Regions from separate parts of the Zea mays genome. Here region 1 is linked to region 2. The links are chromatin contacts, called in public Hi-C maps. All regions are on one chromosome and are shown on one strand. Each heading gives the region's core, a stretch centred on a gene start, on an enhancer-like site or on the middle of the called end of the contact. The rest is flanking DNA. Distances are from core to core; before and after follow the strand shown.

The links. A called contact is a pair of places that touch in the nucleus more often than the background predicts.
Region 1: a Hi-C map of ear shows a contact between it and region 2, with 1.8 times the contacts expected there. The contact joins the promoter of LOC100274775 here to the promoter of LOC100275714 in region 2. A contact is called at or near these places in 2 of 25 Hi-C or Micro-C datasets (ear and leaf).

The regions. Positions count from the first base shown.
Region 1 is chr6:166,513,140-166,520,657 of Zm-B73-REFERENCE-NAM-5.0, forward strand. LOC100274775 reads right to left here and starts at 3,573. Exons shown (of 3, transcript NM_001149060.1): 1 at 3,377-3,573; 2 at 3,226-3,287; 3 at 2,646-3,057. The coding sequence starts at 3,479. The coding sequence ends at 2,923.
Region 2 is chr6:166,227,924-166,235,148 of Zm-B73-REFERENCE-NAM-5.0, forward strand. LOC100275714 reads left to right here and starts at 2,298. Exons shown (of 2, transcript NM_001149739.1): 1 at 2,298-2,502; 2 at 2,910-4,525. The coding sequence starts at 2,431. The coding sequence ends at 3,971.

The DNA.
Region 1 (7,518 bases), core at 2,323-4,822, 290 kb after region 2:
CGGCCAACCTCGAGCACCAAGCAGCACGTGGCGTCGGCGGGCCGTATCTGACCCAAATCCAACGTGCGCCAGACCAGACATTCGGCGGCGCGCGGCAGGGATCTCTCACCACGACACCACCGCATGCAGTGGGGGCGCCGCTGCGCTGCGCGTGGTTGGCTCCACCAGTAAGTACTAGTAAGCATCTGATGCGCCGCCGGCGCTGCTGATTTGGAAACGAAGGCATGGTACCGATGCCGCTGGACACGTACCTCTGCCGACTTCTAGCTCGAGAAGCCTGCACACAGCACATATAGTAGTACGAGTGGAAGATGACGTGTACACGCTCAAGCTTATCGAGCAAAAGCATCTTGTCATATGTATCATAGACCTACCTATAGCATCGTCGGATCGGATCGAAGAGTGTATATATATATATGTGAAAATAAACGGGAGGATATATTAGCATCTCAGAAAGACCACTTTTCGCGTTGGAACGATGTTATTATCCAGCATGCCTTTATTCTACGATGCGATGCAATCCGATCCGGCCGGTCGCGGCATCTCGATCACCTCAAATCAAATCTGTGGGGTACTACATTTTCTTGCGTGCATGAGCATGACGGCGTGCGTGATCCATGCATATGGAGAGAACATAAGAGAATCACAGAAAGGAGATGATCGCTGTTATTGCTGCTTTCCTGTCGGCCAGTGGAACAATTAATCGGCTAGGCCGCTTCGATTGGATAATAATAACCGGAGCGCAGCCTTGCATGCACTTGTACGCACCAGGCCACCACGAACACGAATGCCTCGCGGATGGCCTGTGTGTCTGCGTGACTGCGTGGGCGTGCAGCAGCGAACGAGAGATTCGATTATTCCATTCGAGTCGGCGGTCGTCCATTGCTGCGGCGCGCCGGCGCGACGGGCGGACGTGCGGCGGTGTCGACGAATCGTCAGCATTACGAGCCATTAGAATTTAAGCCGGCATGTTCGGTTCTAGCTACCTCAATCCATATAGATCAATCCATATAAATCGAGGGGATTAAGAGGGTTTCAATTCTAAGTAAGTTAAAATCTCTTCCAATCCGTATCAATCTCCTCTAATCCATATGGATTGAAAATAACCAAACAAACCGCAAGGTGTCCATGTACAGTATATGAAGAGGCTGGTATGCTTGAGAGGATCGTTTTAGCCGCCTCTACCGTCTCTCTCCCTGCATATGCGGGTGCACAAGTTGCCATCGTATCTCTAACTGTGCGTACATGTGGATATCGGGGAGACGCTGATGTTGTTATGGTGTGTTGATCGGCAAAGAAATTAAGGAGCATGTGTAAACTTGTTGATGGTGGACAAGGACATTCAATTACTTCCAACGCATCGATATGTTCTACTTTATGTTGTGTTGCATGTCTAGTGTTGATGATGCATAATCCTCTATTCGCATGTTATCTTGATTGTATATAGTAGATATGGTAGCGTGTAACATACACATGTCCCTATAGTTGTAGGGGGCTAGGTCATGTGCAATTTTGTATATGGGTGATTTGTATATAGACGATATGTAGATTGGATCTGCTTTTCCTTTTGTCGTTGTAGCACGAATTATGATGGATGAGATATTAGTCATTGTAGCCGTAGAAGTTATTTACCCACATTTGCTAGAATCACCATTAGGGCATAACATTTGTTTCACTATAGCAACAAAACAGTTTTTCTGAGGGCTAATTTTGTCTGTCGTTAGTAGTTTGTTTTGTGACCGACAGTAGTCTATGGATAATTTAGTCAGTCCCTATAGTTCATTTTGTACCATTCTCGCTATTTTTTTCTATCTGTACAGTTTAGGTTTAAAAAATATATTATTTTTATTATCTAGGTAAATACAGTATATATCTTGATATATAATAAAATCAAAAGAAACAAACGCTTTATAATTTTTCACGGAAGGGTACTCTCTAGCATAGGATCCCATCGAATCTCCGCTTGTTATCTCCAAGGTTGGAAGAAGGGTCAGCGCGTCGTTTTCGCCTCCCGCCGCTCTCGACCAGGACCAGCCACGCGTGGTGGGCCGGCGCATCTCGTGTACAGTAGAGTTGGCGATCACGGCCGGCCTCACGGGCGCTCTAGAGCCCCAGGTCAAAACCAGGAGCGCTGCTGTCGTCGTGTCAAAGCTCCTGTGGCTCCGTCACCAGTCCCTCCTTTTTTCCGGCCGCCGGCCCACAGGGCGGTGCGCGGTGGGTCCCAGCGATCGGACAGGACGCGGGAGGAAAGGAAACGACACACGAGGGCGCGAGGCGTCGCTCTCCCTCCCAAGTCAGAGCCGCATCTCGCCACCTCCCTCCCCTCACATCACGGCGGGGGCCGGGGGAACACGAGTGGAACAGAGCGGCGGCCACGACGTGCGGGCGGTGGTCGGGTCTCCGGTGAAGAGAAGAGCAGGTCGGTCGCGAGTCACCACCGGTCACGGAGAGTTCGCGGGATAACGCGCAGCTGGCTCGACGTCGTCGCTGATGCCTCGTCGCCTCTCATCTGCCGCCGTAGCAGCGGCGAACGCGACGCTTGCGCAGTTGCGTGTCAGTGTGTCACGGGCGGCGGCGGCGGCCGTGACGAAAACAAAAGATGAATGAGAGCTTGTAACCCGTCTGTGACCTGTGAGGCGGTCGAGGGAGCAATGATGCTGCTTTTGCTGATAGATACTGTACCGGCACCTGCAGCGGGGTACGAAATCGATCTGCATGCAGTGCAGTTCTTTCTGACGAACAGCAACCAACACAACTTAACGACCCACCGATGTGCTTGCACACGGCCATACACACGCGCGGCCGGTATATATATACACATGAGCTAGCACAAGCAACGCACTCTGTACTACCGGTGAAGACGACGACGACGAAGGAGAAGGATTATTGGGGGCGCGCGTACGTCGTCCAGCTGAGCCCCGTTCAAGTTCTTCCAGGACCCTTGGGTGGGTCGTGGCGGTTGTTGGGGCCCGACGGCTGGTAGTCGTTCACCTCCACGTCCATCCTCGCCGTCGGCCTGCCCGTGTTCATCATCGCCGCCGCGATCGCCGTCGTCTCCTGTTTGTGTGTCCCAAGGCAAAAGTCGTCTGTCATCAGGACTACAGCAGCAGCTAGTAGATGACAAGCATATGGATCCATCCACCATCGCTAACAGTTGTGCGAAATCAAGAGGGAGAAACACGGCAGCAGGCGGGAGACCTGACGGAAACAGCCAATTGCCAGTACCTGAGAGGAACTGAGCTTCAGAGCCGGCGGGTGCTGCTGGTGGCTCCCCAGGCGCAGGCTTCCTGCGATCGCACAGGCAAAATCAGCAGCCGAGACCGAGAGAGGAAACACCGGGGGTGGGACAGCGGAGGCCATGATGGCCGAGGCTCACTTGGCGTGGGGACGGCGGAGACAAGCGGGGCGAGGAGGAGGACAAGGAGGAGGAGGAGGCAGGAGGGCAGCACGAGGAGCGGCTTCTCGGCGTGGCGCTCCATTCTGCCTGCCTGCTCGCTAGCGAGTCGGGGTGTATGTATCTCAGTGAAAGAGTCGCGGACTCGGAGCGGACGAGGTGCCAGGAATCCTGAAACTGCAATGGGGATGACGCCGGGTGGTGCCGCCGGCTTTATAGTGAGTTATTTGAGATTGTAACAATCTCGTCGCGCGGCTTCGCCATATTATTACTCCGCAGCCGCGCATTGCCATTTTGGTATTCTGGAGCTCACAGTCGCGCATCGTCATTTTGGTATTCTGGAGCTCACAACCGCGCCAGATTGGGACAGTTATTCTCCGCGCTCTGTTAACGTCTGTTTTTCAATTCTTCGGACTAATCTACCCCCATGGTGTTCTTGCGCTCGGGTGTTCTTCCTGCCACCAGAAAACAGAACTCACGCCGCCGTGTGCCACCATGGGCCTCGCTACCAGGTGGTCGGGCAGCCGGCTACCACCATATGCCCGCGACGCCGCCTGCTTCCAACCGCGAGCTCTACCATCTCCCAGCAGTCGTCCGCGCCACCCCCTGCCAGCAGCTCCAGCCAGATGGCCGCACCACCCCCTGCCAGCAGCCAGATGGCCACGACACCGCCTGCCACCAGCCAGAGGGCCGCGCCACCCCTGCCACCAGGCAGCTGCCCGTGCCACCCCCTTGCCTCCCCATGGTTTCTACTGTGGAAAGAGTGGATCTACCTGTTAGGAGCTCGGATTTGTCTGATCCCCAAGATTTTCTGTTAGGGGATGAACATAGAATGGAGGTTTGATTAAAATATCCAGCATTATATTGTCTAGCAGTTTATTTTTTGATGCATCTGTGCCGAGTACTTCATAGCTGTCTTAATTGGATGTTTGCAGGTTTTAGAAATTGATTGGGGGCAATACAAATTGATGATAGATGGGAGGAAGAAGGAGAACAAGAGACTGCCTCTGAGTTAGTGATGTATGATCGGTTAGGTTTGTTAGCTGAAGATGAACGTGAAACTACTGAAAGACAAGAGACTGTCCGCCAAAGCAATGAATTTAATGATGAAACTGCTGAATTGCCCTGCACTGATTGCATACCACAAGAAAGAGTATTTGAGTGCAACAGATCTAATCCAATAATGAAGATTGGGAGTTTGTACAAGGATATGAAAGAATTTAGACTGGCTATCAGGCAATATGCGATTAATAATGAGTTTGAGTTAGGGATTGAGTCAAGCTCACCTTTCAGATATCGAGCTTATTGCAAAGGAGGTGATTGTCCATGGAGAATCAATGCAAGGCTACAAAATATCGGGTCTCCCACAGTCGTTGTGAGTAATGTTGTATCACACATTGTTTATACTTTCGATCCTGAATGAAATTAGGGAAGCTCACAATGAATTTTATATTGTTTGCAGGTTACAGTTATCGTGGATAAGCACACATGCACTTCTAGTGGTCGTCGAAAAACAACAACACCCACCAGCTCATGGGTTGCTTCCCTAGCACTGTCATTCCTAACGAAGAAACCACATATGGGAGCTAAAGAATTGCAAAATACCTTGCAAGAGCAGCACAATTGCACAATTTCGTATGATACAGTGTGGAAAGGTAAAGAGAAGGCCCTTAGAGAGTTGTATGGAACATGGGAGGACAGCTTCAAATTACTATTTAGATGGAGAGAAGTTGTTTTGGAGATTATGCCAGACTCAGTGATTGAGTTTGATCTAGTAGTTGATGATGGAAAATTATATTTCAGCAGATTTCTTTTGTGGTTTTGGCCCTTGTCTTCAAGGTTTTCGTGAAGGTTGCAGGCCCTACTTAAGTGTGGATTCCACAACTCTAAATGGTCGTTGGAATGGTCACCTTCCCTCAGCTACAAGTGTTGATGGTCATAATTGGATGTTTCCAGTGGCTTTTGGTTTCTTCGAGTCAGAGACAAAAGATAGTTGGATTTGGTTCATGCAACAACTTCGAAAGGCCATAGGCAACCCTCCTGTTTTAGCCATTTGCTCTGATGCATGCAAAGGACTAACATCAGCAGTGAACGATGTATTTCCAAATGCTGAAAAAGAGAATGCTTCCGCCACCTCATGCAGAACTATGTAAAGCACTTCAGTGGATCCGAGCACATGTATCCCGCAGCTAGAGCATATAGGAACACCATTTTCGAGCACCACTTCAGTAAAGTCAGAGATATACCGGGTGTGAAGCAATGGATTGATGAGTGGCACCCTCTTTTATGGTACAGATGTGGTTTCAACACGGCTATAAAGTGTGACTATATAACCAACAACATTGCTGAGGTATTTAACAACTGGATTAAAGACTACAAAGACCTACCAGTTTGTGAACTTGCGGACAAAATCAGATGTTTGGTTATGGATCTCTTTTTTAGAAGGAAAAGGATCGGCGACAAATTGGGTGGTACAATCCTTCCCATAGTCATCAATTTGTTGAAGGCTAGAACCAGGGGTTGGGTCATTTATCTATACAAAAAGGTGACTACTATCATGCTGAGATCCATGATAACAACAACATTCATAGCAGACACGTTGTCAAAGCAGAACAGAGATATTGTTCATGTTTCGAATGGCAGCACACAGGGAAACCGTGCCAGCATGGCCTAGTGGTCATTATAGCGCAACAACTGCGAGAAGTTGGAATGGAGCACTTTGTAGATGACTACTTTTCTGGTGGCAGCACACAGGGAAACGGCTGTGAGCTCTGCTCGACAGAAAACAGTTAACAATTAAAGCCACTCGCCCCCCTGCTTCTAGCACTAATGGTCGCTAGACAGTTTGGATAAAAACAGTTTAAAAATGTATTTGTTTTACTATATGCGCTTAGACATACAGTACGCTAGACAGTTTGGATAAAAACTACTGCGTCGCCTGCACATCAGTTTGGATTAAAAAATAAAGTACTCTACAAAAATCACTGCTCCATGACGACAGAAACAGGTACTTGATGGGGTCGCGCAGGTGAGTTCCTTGCCGGTGGTCCGCTGCTTGCCGGTGGTGCGCTCCTTGCCGGTGGAGTGCTCGAAGCCACAATCGTCGCCTGTACGCTTGGCAACGACTGAAACAGACAGTTGGCTGAAGGCGGAAGCCACTTCGACCTCACTGTCGAGCTCGAGATCGACGTCGACGACGAGTCGTTTCTTCCCTCTAGCCGGAGTAGCCATTGGAGGAATCGTGCTCTCGGAGGAGGAGCGAGCACAGAGTAGTGGCGGCGCCGTAGAAGGAGAGCCCCGTGGAAGAAGAGAGGAGTGAGGGGAGTTAGGTTTTCACCGGCCTCGTGTAAACAGCAGGGACATTTTTTACTTTTACCTTACCTAATGGAAGGTAACAGAGCGCGGGGGAATAACTGTCCCAATGTGGCGCGCCTGTGAGCTCCAGAATACCAAAATAGCGATGCGCGGCTGCGGAGTAATAAAGTGGCGAAGCCGCGCGACGAGGTTGTTACAATCTCAAATAACTCCTTTATAGTTGGACCACGACGTTCCTACCTCTTCAGTCCTCAAGTACACGTGTACAAACTGGATGTCTGGAGCCCTGGACCAGTTTGGGTCTGGCCCGGCAGACACGCTTGGAAAACCGAGTCAGCCCTTCCAAACAGGGTGGCTCATTTTCTTATACGAGCCCGATCCGCTACGAGCATAAATAAGTCGAGCTGGACCATCTAGTGAGCTCAAAAAAGTGGTCTGAAAAGCAGACTAAAAGGCGGGCCTAGCATTAAATCGGTCAGGCCAACACGTCGGGTTATTTTTTTTGTCTATGTCTAGCCTGTTTATCCATATCGCCCCGATTCGGGTCTGTATAAAGTGGGTCGGACTAGCTTTTACCGGGCCATAAAAACGGGCTTGGGGCTTTATGCTTCATGTACATCTATAGTCCTCAAGCCTCACCGGTGTCTGTCCACTCCGTCTGGCGGATGAACGTCCACTTAACTAAAATTTAGTACTTATCATATCAATGACCTAAATGATAATTATGGTTATTAAATATAGTTTAATTACAAAACTAATTATACACATAAATACTAAAAGACAAGGTAGATTTATTAAAACCTAATTGA
Region 2 (7,225 bases), core at 1,048-3,547:
AATAGCAATTTTTAAATACATAATATAAAAAGTATTTAAGGTTCATCCATCTGGCATCAGGCCGTCGAAAATAAAACGGCCACCAGAAGTCCTCTGTATTCCTGTTGTGTGGAGTGGCGAAGCCTGAAACCTCCGACAACTTCCTCTGCCCTCACTTCCTCCGTGTAGTCGCCGGTGAGCAGGTTGAGGCACAGGTAGAAGGCACGGGTTGGCCATTGGCCTGGAGGAGTCCATTCTGATGCTACGACGAAGGAGGCGGCGGAGACAGGCCGACGGTGGGCGTGGCACGATGCCGGGGAGGAGGCAGCTCGGCATCGGCGGATAGCGTACGCTCGCCTCCGGCCATTGCACCTGTTCAGCCACGTGGCTGTGACGGGCGCCGCCTCATACACTACTCGCTAGTTTGAGAGTCCAAAAATCAAAGGAGATTGAACCGGCTAAAATTTCCTTCTTATTTAAAATTAAATAAGAAGAGAATTTTAGTCCCTCCAACCATCTTCGGTTTTTGAACTCCCAAACTAGTCTTACAAGTTGTCACCCTCCCTATCGCCGTAAAGGAGGTGTTGTCACGAATGAAGAGCCTGCAATGAGTATGGAATCGTCTGCAACATGTATAGAACAAACGATGTATTTGAGACGACGTGGACGAGGACGAGTTAAATAGCCACTTGGAGTTAGACGCATTACTCCGTGTGTTCTTTTTATTTATCACATTTTAATTTAAAAATAAACATGCGGTCGATGAATATTGGAGAGTGCAGCTAGTACTATAATATATACCATGTGTTTGGTTTCGTGCAGAGGTTAAGCCCGGCGCACGAGAGCCTGGGCCGCCAGGTACGCCCGATATGATCTTCCCCACACATGCAGTCAAGAGCCCCTTTTTTAGCCTGTGCTGCATGGGCGGATGCAGCCCATGCCCCCTGCATACAGGTTAACAAAGAAAAGCCTACGCTTAGCCAATACATACGAAGGATCTGGCCAAGCGCGTCCACATAACAAAACACGCAGATAGAGTCTGAGCAAAACTAGCACACTGGAGTGTCCATGTGGCCCCGTTTTTTACTGGCCCCTCGATCTCATCCCGACGGTTCAGCTGCCTGCGGTGCGGGTGCTTGACTTTGTCCTACCGTTTACTTAGCAGAACACGTCCTCTTCGCTGTAGGAAGGAAAATGCATCGTATTCTTTGTGCTGCGTGACTACTATCCAGCTTCAGCAGGCCTCTTTGGGCTGCCTCTGTCGTGATGAGCTGCAACGAGTTCGCTGGCTCCCTGGTGGTGGCATCCATGTCGAACACTCGAACTCGACGTCCGCGATGAAGGACCTCAATTCCAAGAAGAGGAAGGCGACCACAGCGACAAGGGTGAAGGCAACCCCTCCACCATTCTAGCCTCTGGACCACATCGACCTGAGTGGAACCAAGGCGATGTTGTTGCACGCCGGGTGTGCGAACGCGACACCCGTGACGGCGCCGGACATCGCGTTACCGGTGAGATCACCTGTAGTGCGGAGAGTGCGGCCAGCGCCACGGCGCTCAGCGTCCCGAACAAAGAATTGCTGCAGGTCACAATAGACCAGACTACCAGAGCGACGATAGCAGCGACCCTGCCACAAGGAGCAGCGACCCACTAAGTAGATCAAACACATAGGACACACAGATATAATTTCGAAAACTCTTCAATGCGAATGGAAAAAATCATGGGTGCCGATCAGCAACAATCTCACCATTTTTCAGATGTTTACATATCACAGAAGATTTACAATTGAGATAACTATCTCCTACGACTTATAAGAATATTTATATCTGAGTAGTGAACACACGACAATATCTGAGAGAGTGTTGCGTGTAGGGCGAGGTCAGAGTTACAGGCATTTAGGGCGTGTTTGCGATCCTGTGCCGGGCCGGCTCGGCCCGTTCAACTGGTCCAGACTGAGGCTAGTCTGTTCCGGTTACTGTAACTCACTTTGTTTGTGCACTTGTACCGTATAAGCCTAGCTCAGACGAGCTGTTGTTTGTCACCCAGTAAATCATCGGACTAGAAGGCTAAAACTAACTAAACGTGGAAACCTTACACCATAAGCAGCCAGACTCCCAGGAAAACGGACATTGATCTCGTTTTTGTGGAGTCAGTCTAAGAGGTTAAATTTGTAGATGCACAGTCAGGCTCCCGAGCAAGTTAGACGACGCAAACACGAGAATTGTAGCCCGGAAGCGCAGCCAGGCCGGTGGGCCATGGCGGCAAACACGCACTTAATAAAAGTAGTATAGATTAGGTGCTGTCCGAAGCACACCTCACGGCACGGCTGACGGGCCTTTCCGTTCCGCCGCTCGCATTCTCCCAACCCTCACCAACGGCTAAATGCTTGGAGGTATATCGTCGAACACCTGACTTGCGTTGCGTGACAGCGCACCCCGAGACCCCGATAAGATGTGGCGGCTCTCTTCGGCCGCGGCGCTCCTCCGACGCTCGCTCGCCGCCACCGCGCGCCTCTCCGTTCCGGTACTGCCCTTATCTGCTTTACCCATTTTTTGTGATTTCAGCAAAAGAAATTCCGCCGCGGTGCTTGGTTAGCGCGGACCTGTCACGAATTCGAGAATCAAGTACAGCCTCACTTGAATCCAAGCACTTGCTAGAACGTGCGCTGCACGGCTAGATTACTACCTCGCTGAGGGGTTGATTGATTCCTTGCGATTTCAGCTCAGCGTGAATTAAGATTCCTGTGACGGATTATCTAGTAGACTTAGTGTCTTTTCTTAGCAACCAGGATCCGATCCTTGGTCCGGTTGTTGAACGTTTGAATAAGTTATTTCCTTTTTCTTTTTTTCACCTATGCTGTTTTTATTGTGGTAGCCGGTACTCAAAATGGTGAAATGATATCAGAAGTTTCATTTATTTTTTACATCCAGAGGTATTTGATGCGTGCCTTGCTCGTGGTACAGCCCACTGCACGCACTAATTCACCCATGGCTGTGCGTTGCCTACAACAGTGTGGTTCAGATAACACCGACGATGACAGGGTCATTCAGGCGTTTAAGCGGTGCTGCTCAACCAGTGCAAGCAGTGGTGTTTCAGATGCATCACCATGTGCTGCTTATGTCGAGAACCTCTGCAGATCTGGCAATCTTGTTGATGCTGTTCGTGTTCTTCGACATCTGCATGACGAGCAGATCCATGTCGGCCTGCACACCTTTAATATGTTACTGCAACACACAGCTGAAGCAAACATCTTTACTCTTTTTGCCAAGGTATTCAGGTACCTGCTGCTTTCAGAACTTACTCCTGATTCAACTTCATATATGAATGTTGCATTGGCCCTCCAGAAGTTGGATGACTGTGAAATGATACTCAAATTTGTAAGAGAAATTTTGGAAATCACACACTCTAGAGATGCTACAGTTATGAATCGCATTATCTTTGCCACAGCCAAATACGGACACATTGATAAAAGTTTGGTCATTTTCGAAGAGTTGAAGAAATATGAAACCAGCTTGGATGTTGTCACGTTCAACACTGTTTTGGACATGCTAGGGAAAGCTGGACGGGTGGACCAAATGCTTGGTGAGGTGAAGCTAATGGAAAAACTTAGGCATTTTCCTGACATTGTGACATACAATACACTAATAAACTGCATGCGAAGGCTTGGTAGACTAGATTTGTGCAAAAGGTTTGCTTTGGAAATGGTAGAGAGAGGCATCACTCCAGATTTGAGGACATATACTGCACTAATTGATAGTTTTGGACGGTCTGGCCATATTACTGAAGCCCTGGAAATGTTTCACGAGATGAAAAAGTCGCACCAACCTTCAGTTTATGTCTACCGTGCATTGACAAGCAACTTGAAAAAGGCTGGACATTTTGAACTAGCACAAAAGCTCACCGAGGATATGAATTCAAGTGCTTCAGAGTTAATAGGCCCAGAAGATTTCAAGCCAAATAATAAGGGTATAAGGTTTAGAAAAAATGGCTAAGAGGTCACTGGTTGATTTTTGAGGCCTGAATTCTTTTTATTTGCGCTATGTGCTCACCCGTAGTCCCATACTGCTATAGATTCTGGCGTTGGTTGGAATGTTTTGGAGAATGAAGCTCAAAGAATTAGAGAGATACAAAGCTTTAAGATGGCAGAAGCATGATGGTTAGGCAGACATGCAGTGATACAGGGTCAAGAGGACCTACTGACCTGAATGGGCATTTTTGCTGCATCATTTTAAGCAGCTCACGAGTCACGAGAAATTTGAAGACTCACCCATTTAGACGACCTGAAAGGCTGCATCTGTGACTCATTGATCGCTTTATGTAACATAGGCACACTGCAGGATTTGGCTGTGTGCCTGTGACATAGGCGAATATCATGCTAGGCAGAAACATGAAAAACTACTGCTTCTGCAATTAGTTTTTTTCCTGTGAATCTTTAGGCATGAAAAGGGACAAGTTTCCATATTTTCTCCGTTTCTTTACCCTTGTAATCAGAGAGTGTATAACGTACTATGAGTTGACGAAGTTCAATTTATTATCTTAGCTATTCGATCGTACTATGTACTCCCTCTGTCCGAAAATAAAATTTGTTTTAGAGATTTATTGAATTCACACAATATTTGGTATATGTTTTATACGTGTCTAGATACCTTTCTCGGCCTTTTGGCTAAGATACTTATCAGTTTAATTTGAATATAAACATAAAAATTAAGAGCTGAAACGAGTACTATTTTAGAACGGAGGAAGCATGTATTTTGTCGTTCCTTTTCTCAGGTGAGGTTGTCCAATACTGTCGTTCTCATTCTCTTCAGGATATGTCTTTCGACTGAATTCCTACCTTCTACACAGAAGCTCTACAGAAACTTTCTTGGCTGTATAAAAGCGCGGACAAATGCTGAAATAGGTAGTGTTTGAGTATCTCTAAGCACTGGATTAGGATTCTCAGTCTCAGACCAACCGGTGGTGATGGGCTCATGGCACCATGTACAGATGGCAACGGACACAACTATGTTGGGTTTTGCCAACCTAAAACAGTGCCTATATGAGATATGCTTACTAAAACTCATGACCCATCACATATTCATTTTTATGTCCAATCTCATGTCTGCTCAGATCATGGGAACAGAACGGGCACCTAAGGATGTAAACGATACAAATATTTTTCCAATCAGTAGAAAACAATCTAGTCTCGCATATCAAAACATTAGAGTCAAATTCAGAAATTTATACTGCATATCAAAACTGGCATATCAAAACTGGGTTTGCTTCCAAATAGAACCTAAGGCTCATGATTGCTGAGTTGCTTCTACGTAGGCATCTCCTAGCCTCCTTTATAGCGCACCTCCTCACTATGCTTCTGTGTAAAGCAGTGTGATAGTAAACTCACAAACCGCAGCTAATAGTGTGCACCGTGCCCGCATGAGCAGGCCGGAGCATTTTGATAGTTCGGCGGCCCAAGCACCAAACAGACGCACACCCTCGTCGCCATTCAGTTTAAGCAAATGCAGTTTCAGATAATTTTGCACGGGTCAAGTTCAGGACCCCTTTTTTTTTTCTAGTTCTCTGAGTTTGGAGACCTAAGTGATACACTCAAATAAAAAAGATTCGTTCATGCTGAAGTATGACTAAGAGACTAGGTATGGATTTATACAATCGAAGTGATCTACCACTTTGATTCGTTCTCTTTGAGCTCGAGTATCAACTGTGAAGGTAAATCGCCAAGGCCTAAATGTCAGTCATGGCAATCGGCTGGAATGTGGGGGCATTAGAATGTCCTGTGCTTTTCGCGCGGCCATAGATCATCAATACAACCTTAAGAAGGAACGTCAGAGTAATCTATCATCTGACACGTGTTTAATTTTCTATTTCTTTCTGAATGACTGCAAGAAATCTTGGTCTGCACATTAGGTGAAACTCGGCAGATTTGATGCACAAAGCATTTTATAATTCTTATTTTTTTTATAGTAATCCTAAAAGAAATTTCCGTTCATAATCTCACTAGTATTGCTGCAGTGATATCAGGTGCTTCGGCAATTCATCTAATACTCCCTCCCATTTTTTTATTTGAGGTTTGTTAGTAGACAGTTGAACTATTCAGCGTCAAATAAAAAAATGGAGGTAGTACATAAAAAGGTACTTGCTTTGTTCTTGGCTTTAAGCTTGTTATCTGATATTTTGCCACCAGGGATACGATTCTGATTTAGGAGGAAACCTCCAAATTGATTCAGAGGGACTTATCACAATTTTTAACAATGTGTGTCCTCTTTCGGTTTGTATAATTAAGTTTGTGACGTGTACTTTATATTCATGGTGCATCCTTGTATAATTGTTTGTGAAATGGGTACATCTAAATTCTATTCACATAACCATGAACGGCATATATATCTGCATATTGGCGTCGTAGTTATCCGGTTTCTATGATTGTTCTTGTTTGTTTGTCAATTGCTAATGTATCTACTTTAGGTACCAGATAAGTTTTCTAAAATTTGGAGTTGCCGCTTTCACTTGTCATTCAGAAACTTCTATTCATGAAAGGTGTATGTGCATAGTAGAGAATGGTGTACTATACATAAAGTAGAGCTGATATGATCCTTTTACCAATGACGGTGATATTGTACCGTATCTTTTTATTGAAGGTCTGCGAAAGAGCCCTAGCCGAGTTGGTTAGATGTTCTGAGTAGCACTCCTAAATTTCTAGGTCCAACTCCCCGTGGGAGCGAATTTCAGGCTATGGTTAAAAAAATCCCCTCGTCTCACGCTAAAGTACAGGTCTAAGGTTCAGCTCCGGTCCAAGTCGTTCTCATATGGGCTTCGATGACGCTGTGTATATTGGTGACCAATATTACTTCAGATACAAACATTTATCTCTTTTTTCACATTGTTATGGCACCATATCTATGTAATTATCCGTTATGGCTTGTTCGTTTTGCTCTCAATTCATGTGAATTGAGTGGTTTAAATCCTAAACAAATTAAAACATTTCATATTTTTTTCAATCCCATCTAATTCACATGGAGATATGAATAACCTAACAAGGCCTTAGTTGGGTGCTTCGCCAACTTCACTGAATTTGAATCCGATAATATGCCATGGTCTGAAGGTGGAGCAGACAGCAGACACTTGATTTTCATTAGTCGGAATGCCCCGCTCATATTTTTGTTTTCTCAATAAATAAACTAGTACTGAACAGTAGCTCTGCTTCTGCAGAGTGCATGTGGATGTCTTGTACCTGCAGTACCTTTGAGCAAAG